Regions from separate parts of the Mus musculus genome. Here region 1 is linked to region 2. Evidence: chromatin contacts called from public Micro-C data. All regions are on one chromosome and are shown on one strand. The core of a region is the stretch at or near the end of the contact, and the rest is flanking DNA. Distances in the headings are between cores, read along the strand shown. Region 1 holds the start of Zc2hc1a (zinc finger, C2HC-type containing 1A). Region 2 has its middle 49 kb from the start of Zc2hc1a.

Region 1 (4,083 bases), core at 387-2,886, 50 kb after region 2:
TGATGGTCATCTCAGCCCTGGACACTGTATGCTTCCCCATCCCCCCACCCCTGCCCCCGACAGGCCCCTCATGCCAGACTGGTAGCTTTTCTGACAGGCCTTTTTCCAGAAATGTGAGGTAAATTATTCATGGGTCAGAACACTGAACTAGACATAGCTTCTCTCCTCTCTGCCATCTACTGGCAGACATGTGATATAGCAGCCACACCTGTAAGGCTTCTAGATGGCAGGGCCTCTTAAGGTACTTTTGTTATTGTTGCTATTTTTATTATTGTTATTGATGTTACTGTAGATTTTATGGCTAATAAGGCTTGTGTCCATCATCCTAATATTTGTCTAAACTTGCAATATGCAAAGTAAATGTCTTCTTTATTTTGATAATTCTTTTTGTGTTCTTTTTATTTTTTTGGGCATTCTTATGAAAGCTGTCCTCAACCTCATCTGATTTTGTCTTAGAAGCATGGCCAGGGGACTGGTGGTGGCGGGGCTCTCTACACCAATATAGGGTAACTAGGTTGGTTGCCTGCATGGAGGTCCCAGAAACTCAGAAGTCAGGGAAGCCCAGAGCAGAACAAGGAAAGGACTCATGAGATAATTGCAGAATGGAAGTTTCTTATACTATTCTGTACCAGACTCGGACTCTACGGTCTTCACACCCACTGTGAGCGTCTTCTCACAGATAAGACCTCTTGGCGTTTGCTTGTTTAAACAAAATCAGAGAGTTACTGACATATTTAAGTGTATACAGAATTAAGACAACTTTTGAATTAAACTGCTCAACAAGAAAACAGTGTAAGACTTGTTACGAACAAAATATATTGATAACTTAGTAATGGACACCCCAGAATCAGTAAACAATATGATTGGTTTATTCTTGCTAAGTAAAATTTTCGAAGAGTTTTAGTAAGGGTAAAATGTGTTAGACTGTGAAGCAAAACCGTTTGAGTGGTTGGATTCCATTTTGACTCTGACAGAAAGACACCTTTGTGCCTTGATAGGTTAGCTTCCCAGTTTAAAGCGCTCAGTACAGTACAGCCTTGATGAGATGCAGAACTGCAGTTGAGGGCAAGCATAGTGCTGGCCAGGGAAAGATTGTGCAACGGGGAAGTTTCATTTCTAATTTCGGGCCTAACTTTTTATAGTTAGAAAACTGTTTCAGAAGTTTGGCGCAATCTCAGTTCCACAGTCCCATACAGAAAATATGACTTACCTAGGAAACAATGTCTTAGCCCATAGAGCTGTGTCTGAAGAACAAGGCTAGAGGATGTTGCTTGATTTAAAAGGGCAGTGAACACGGGATGGTGCTGGACCAAGGCCCCCTTATCTTGTTACAAGAGCTCAGAGGGACCTGTTAAAAAGACATTCTCTTACTGACTGGAGATGAGGAGCTCCGAGATGCGGAGGCATTCTAAGCTGGAAAACAAGGTGTGAGCCTAAATGTGGCTGAAGTGGAACAAAGGCGTGTAAGGATCTCGGATTGCCAACAAAAGTAGCTGCGGTTTCCAGGGAGGGTGGTTGGAAAAACCTTGGTGGAAGGAGAGTCCCTCGGGAGGTGGCAGAAGGCGCAGCCCCGCCCTTAGTAGCTCCGCCCCTGTCACCCCGCCCCCACCCGCGCGGACCAATAGGAGGCCGGGATGTTAGAGTGTGGGAGGTGCGGCCGTGTTGCTACAGCAGGAACTGGGCGGCGGCGGGTGCTGCCTGCGGAGCCTGAGGCGGCGCGTCATGGACGGACTGGAAGGTGAGACGCGAGGGGGATGCGACCGCGGGGCTCCAGCGGGCCCGAGCGACCGGGGCCTGGAGTCTGGGGGCAAGTGCGGCCGGCCGGCCGGCTCTGCAGCGAGGTCCCCGCGCTCGCCGACACCCGGGGCGGAGCTGGCGGCCCCTTACGGGAGCGGTGGCCGCGGGCTGCCCGCCGGGCACGGTGCTCGACTTCACCGCGGGGTTGGAGCCCCCGCGTCCTCACTTCTGCAAGGCCTAACTACCATGTCGGGTCCTTTCTGGACCCCTGAGTTTCCTGTGGGCACTAGGTGTCTCTGGTCGAGTCTTATCTTTGCAAAGTGTATTCTTGGTTAAGGTTCGCGACGCCCGGGTCGCCAGCTCTTGCTGACCCCTCAGGACCTGCCCTGCCTCCAGCGAGCTCTGGACACACACCTTGGACAGTCGTAGGTCCATTCCTTCCATTTCTACCGCACCTTGCTCGGAGAGATGCCGGAGCATCTCCCAAGGAAGTGTCCCTGGCGAGCTCTACAGCAGGGACAATAGCTTCAACATTAATGGTTTATTCACGAGGACGGTCTAGGGAAAAGCCAGCTTTGCTTCCTTATCTTCACTTTATCCTGGTGCCTTAGCCATGGCTTCAGATTTTGTTTTGTTCCCAGTTCTTTCCCTTTCTTCATCCATTTTAATCCCGCGCTAGGACAACATTTCACTTAAAAAACAAAGGAAGGAAGAAAAAAAAAATCTTAACAGTGGTGACAACAGTTTCAGGATTTAAAAAGACTAGGGATCTTTCTGATATACAAGCTTTCAGAAAATTTGGATCCTGCTGCCTTAAAATAGTTTTTTTTTCTCTCTTAAAATTGTTTCACCACTTACTGTACTTGGAATGAATAGGGGACTTGATCCCTTCATTTTCTTGTATTATAGATAGTCAAATATTTCAGGACATGTTACGAAGTTAACAGTGGTAACTGATAACTCTTCCCCAGTGATTTAAGTGTACCAGAAAGAAAATATAATAATATGATTATGAATTTTATTTCACAATGATATTTTGCAGTTAAGCTTTCTCCAAACATCTTGAAGGTGATAAAGAATTCTAATAGATCATTTATGCTGCAGATTAGCTGTGAAGGTCTTGCTTGGTGTACCACTCAAATTAACATGAAATGAGAAATTGTAATGACAGCATACCTTTCAAAAATCTCCTATTTTTGGATACCCCTACAGGCAACTCATTTTAGTGATTTACAACTATACTAGTATAGGGACTGTATAGAGAATAGAGTTGAAACATAGGTGTGAAGACTTTACAACGCTATCATACTGCATGAAGAGTGTTTAAGAATACTTCCCAGATTTTTACTGATCAATATTTACAGTGAAAGAAATATTCATCCAATGTTTCACTTATTTATCTATGCATGCAAAGAATAAAAAATTGTCAAAGTTCTTGCTATCTAAATCAGAAATTTAGGAGAAATAATCGAATACTAGTATAATATACACTCTGTGTGTGTGTGTATGTATGTATGTATGTATGTATGTGTGTAGAACATAAGGATCCTCATGTAGTATGCAATGAGCATGATTCATGAGTCAGGTTTATGTTAAGCAGTACTGGCCCTTAAACTCTTTGATTTTTCTTTTCCTGAACAAACTAAGATGCCATCATTTCATGCATTCAATTATAATAAATTAGGTTGAAATATAAGGAAATCATTGTTTCTGTCTGGCAGAACAGGTAAATATTGGCAACTAAAAGTGATCCAGCATAGTTAGAGCTCAAAGTGTTCTGTTGAGTGGAAGAGCAGTGCTCGCTCTCTTGTGGTTTTGTCCTGGCTTCAGCCCCACTCCACTTCCATCATTCTTTCAAAAAGTGAGTTCATACAATGTCACATTTTTCAGAGTTCAAAACTTTGAGTCTTAAGGATACCATTTGTTAATTTTTTACCCAGGCTTTCACTTAATAAGCAAGAAGTTGTTTGCTATTTTTTCTCTATAGTAAAAGTTATAGGACAGCATGTAGCATACAATCTTCAAGTTTGTTTGCTTTATCTTTGTCATTGAGCAAAAGTCTTTGACATCTATCTGACTTACATTTCTAGTTGAAAGTAGTTACTGGCCGCCTATTCTTACCCTTTAAAAGGAAATTTTAGTTGCTTACATATAATGTTTACATTACTGAGGGTCTGGGAATTTTATGTCTGGAATTGTCACAAAATGAACTAATAAATTGTACACTGTATTTTGAAGCCAAATGTTAAGCTTTCTTATAATTTTGTATAATTAATAGCAGAACTTTTTGCATGGCTTGAGTAATTAGAGAAAAGCCTTTAATTTCTTTTCATGGAAAGCTATACC
Region 2 (4,343 bases), core at 399-2,898:
ATCAAAAGGGAACGTGGGTAAACAATTGAATTGATTAAAAACAAAAAAAAACAAAACCAAAAAAAACTGGGCTTTGGTCTGCAAGAGCTGAGCTATCTAATTGAACTGTCTAAAGAGCTGTCTCAAGCAAAACACCAGGGTCGCTTTGCACCCACCTCACTGACTTTGAGTCATTTCTTTTGCTGCTCCCAAGCACCCCTTCCTCAGAGCTCCTTCCAAGCAGAGGCTGTTCCTTGACAATCCCAGATTATCAGTTGGCTCCTACTCTAATACAATCTTGCTGATAGATTATCAGTTGGCTCCTACTCTAATACAATCTTGCTGACCACTAGGATTCTATCCCCTATTTCCCTTGTAATTATCTGTAGATCACATATGTGAGAATGCTGTGAAACTAGTAACAGATTTCAATTGATTTTTTAATTGAAAATAGAGTTGTCTTGCATAATATACATGCCAATTATAGTTTACCCTCTCAACACTCCTCCCAGCTCCATACCCTGCTTCTCCTAGATCTACTCCCTCTCTGTTTCCTCTTCAGTAAAGATCAGGCCTCCAATAGATGACAGCCAAACATAACAAAACAAGACACACTAAAGAAAGGCAAACACCCTTATATGATGGCTGGTCAAGCTAACCCAAAAGAAGAACAGGAGTCTCAAAAGCAAGCAAAAGACTCAACAACACCCACTCCCATTGTTAGGGGTCTCACAAAAGTTCCAAGTTAGCAGCTACAACACATCCACAGATGACCTGGTGCAGACCGATGCACACATATTTGACATTTAATTATGATTCATAACTGTAGCAAAATTGCAATCCTAAGTAACCACAAAAATTAATTTTACGGCTGAGGATTACCAGGAACTAAGGAACTGTATTAAAGATTCACAGCATGAGTAAGGTTGAGAAGCACTGGACAGGAGTGTAGATGGAAAGTCTTCATGCAGGCATCAGCTTGAACTTACACATTCAATGAACTGCATAAATGTTGTCCTAATGGGGACCCCTGCTCAGACTTCATTTTTTTTTCTGTACAAGATTAAACAGAATTCCCAAGTCTACTTATTTTTCCTTATAGTTTTGCAATTTTCACTCCAACTTATCATCATTAAATTTTTTGGTCTCATCAACTGTGTTCTGAAGAAAAAGCATTTGCTTGTCTTTTTGGCTATATGCGTTTATCACATTCAAGGCATTGGAAAACATTCAGCAAGCAAATTCAGACTTAGTGTCTTCAATGGATGTTTCCCCTGTAGCAAATGTAGGACATAATCATCTGTTATACTGTATCATAACTGGTCAACAAGATAAAACAGGAAAAAAGAGTAAAATTCAAGAGCCCCTTACTATACTAAATTCCAAGCAAACAAATTTTAGACATGCTAAATATTCATACACATTGGCCATCATCTATTGGAACTGCCTTACAATGGAGTTTCATTTCTCTGCTCTCAGACAGCACTCTGTTGTGTCTCTAGCTCATAAAAGAATATTTTCAATGAATCTGATTCTCCAAAGACAGCACTTCACAATTGAGAAGGAAAAACATGACCATCTGTTCCTTCCCTTCTTGGGTCAATCTGACACCACCCGCTGGCAGTTGTCTTCTTTCTTGATTTGTTTTCTTCCCATCCAGCCCACTAGCCTCCCACTGACAGGTTCCCCACAGGCCTCCTCCCAGACATGGTGTCCATATTCCTTTTCCCCTACTCTTACACCACTGCTCTTCCTCATTTGAGATCTTCATTGTTCTCACATTTGAGAATACACAGCTGTGTGCCTGCTCCATCCTACAAACCCAGTTTCCTTCCAGTCTTTTTGTTCATCATGTTCTGCACAATGGCTACTTTCTTCCCAAGTACCACTCAGCTTTTGTAAGAGAATGAAAGAACAGAAAAGAGACACCAATCTTAATTTGCAAAGATGTGACTGGATATCAAGTTTGTTCCAAGTATGGAAATAACTGAGTCATTAGAGAGCCAGTGTTGTTTCAGACAGAGGATAGCGACATAGCGATGCTGTTCAGAGTCTTCCTCACCTCGATTATTAAAGAATTTCCCTGAGTCATCCATGATCTATGACAGAGTCATCAGGGTAGTCACCACCAAGTGCCACAATTCCAAACAAGTATAAGCTCTTCCAAAATTAGTGTCACACACTTGCTTAACCATATTTATTGCTGCTGTATTCATAAGAGCCAGATACAAGCTAGGTGTTCCTCAACAGAAGAATGAATAAAGAAAATAATATAAAAATGAAAGTATGAAATTTGCAGGCATACTAGAAAAAAAATCATCCTGAGTGAGGTAGCACAGACCCAGAGAGATAAATATAATGTGTATGTATGTGAATATTAGTCATTAAATAAGTGATAGTCAAGCTACATTCCATGGGCCCAGAAAGATTAGGTATAAAGAAAGGGACTAGGGGGAAGACATGGTTCTTACTGGAGGGCAAATAGAATAGATTTTATGGGTGGGCTAGGGATGAGGTGTAAGAATGAAAGGATCAAGTAGGGAGAGGAGACTTCTGGTCTCCTTTGGTTCTACTGCAACCAGCATTTTCATCCGCCATTGCTGATTCTGCAGCGCTCCACGTGTTTTGTTCTGACAGAAAGCTCCTGCTTCATATGCTTGAAGAATGGCACTCGCCATCACTCTGAAGTGGGGTTGTCGGGAATACTCAGTGACCACGCTCTCAGAAGATGATACTACGCTGGATCCCAAGCAGTTCCTCAAGACCCTTTATGGGAGTGCTCGCAGAGCATCAGAAATTACTAGTGCTCAAAGTTAGTGGCAAACCTGCAGAAAATGATGTTAATCTTGGAGTTCTCAAAACTGAAACCAAGTACTAAAATCATGATGATGGGAACTGGTGAGGAGAGCTTGGAAGACATCTTATGTCCTCCCCGGACAATGATGATGTCATCAGTGATTTTGAAGATGGAGTAGTTGAAGTAGAAAATAGGGAGGAAAACCTCCTGAAGATCTCTGACAGAGTCAAGGAGTACAAAGTGGAAGTGCTGAGCCCTCCCAGGGAAGGGAGGAAGCTCCTGGTGCAGGATGGTGATTATACACTAGCTTTGATCATAAGTCCTGTGCAGAGACTGGGGTCGAGTTAATGAGACCATATCTTCATGAATTTCTAACATCTGCATATGAAGATTATGACATTGTTACTTGGTCTACAACAAATATGAAGTGGATTGAAGCTAAAATGAAAGAACTGGGAGTGAGCACAAATGCCAACTATAAAATTACCTTCATGCTGGACAGTGCTGTCATGGTAACTGTGCACACACCACGAAGAGGGCTCATTGATATGAAGCCTCTTGGTGTCGTTGGAAAAAGTTTTCTGAATTCTACAGCTAAGACAAAAAAACAAAAAACAAAAACAACAACAAAAACAAAACAAAACAAAAAACAAAAAAGAAAACCAATAAAAGACCACTATGTTTGATGACATAGGAAAAAAATTTTCTAATGAATCCACAAAATGAACTGAAGATAAGGCCTTTCGTGAAAGCTCATCTAAACTGTGATAAAGACAAGGAACTGATGAAGCTCACTCAGTACCTCAAGGAGATAGCCGGGCTTGATGCCTTCCTGGAGCTGAATCACAAGGACTGGTATCTACCAGAGGAGCAAGAACAGTAGTGACACTCAGAGCTGGAGATCCCTGGGGTTCGTGGGCCATTGTTCTTTGCTAGGCATTACCACAGTTGTGCTGGACACTGAAGCAGATGCCAGGCAGGCTGCTGAGCTTTGTAAATTCAATTTTGTAATTTTTTGAAGATCATAACAAAGTGCTAAAAATATGTTCTCTTCTCTCTGTGTTAATTTACTCTTGAAAAAATGTCCTCAGGCATTAACTATTGAGGTGTTTCCCAAACCCTCTAAAAATGCAAAAATAAAGGAAAATGAAAATTGGAGGAAAATAAATATACCTCTGTCATCCTGTGACTTTGGAAATGAGTTTTGTCTTGTGTTTTTATGCCTTTGTCTCCTTGTTTAATCAGCTGCCTGAGTCTGAGACCAAATCTATCTTCAAACTAGCTAATGCTTTCCCCCTTCAAACCAAAAGCAGAACCAAGAACCCCAGACCAGCTTTAAAATAATGACCTGGTTTGTTATGCTGAAAATTCGAAAGAGTTGTCCTTCCTTGTCAGAGTTTCTCTACTGAAGTCGACCTGGAAGATCCTGAAGCTGGAGTTGTGTCAGTGCTCTTTAAGAATGAAGGACATCTGCACGGTAAGGCTTTGCCCTACATGACAGGGACATGGCAAGCTGACTGAAATAACACCGCAGGACAAGACTATGTTTCTCTTTGGTGACTAAGTA

What was found. Hi-C and Micro-C count contacts between places; a contact is called where the count stands out from the background.
Region 1: a contact with region 2 is called in a Micro-C map of muscle stem cells, with 9 times the contacts expected there. The contact joins the promoter of Zc2hc1a here to the enhancer-like site in region 2. A contact is called at or near these places in 3 of 484 Hi-C or Micro-C datasets (cortical neurons, muscle stem cells and myocytes) and 3 of 9 other capture datasets (adipose tissue, embryonic stem cells and pancreatic islet).

Annotation. Positions count from the first base shown.
Region 1 is chr3:7,501,790-7,505,872 of GRCm38.p6, forward strand. It overlaps Zc2hc1a (zinc finger, C2HC-type containing 1A), which reads left to right and starts at 1,637. Exons shown (of 9, transcript NM_173181.3): 1 at 1,637-1,738. The coding sequence starts at 1,723. It also overlaps the pseudogene Gm23592.
Region 2 is chr3:7,451,878-7,456,220 of GRCm38.p6, forward strand. It overlaps the pseudogene Gm8826. Among named protein-coding and RNA genes, the nearest start is that of Zc2hc1a, 49 kb to the right of the region's middle. Within about 2 kb of position 1,649, at least 6 of the 459 cell types and tissues checked have an H3K27ac peak or open chromatin away from gene starts, as enhancers often do. A contact at or near this core is called in muscle stem cells, where this site is marked.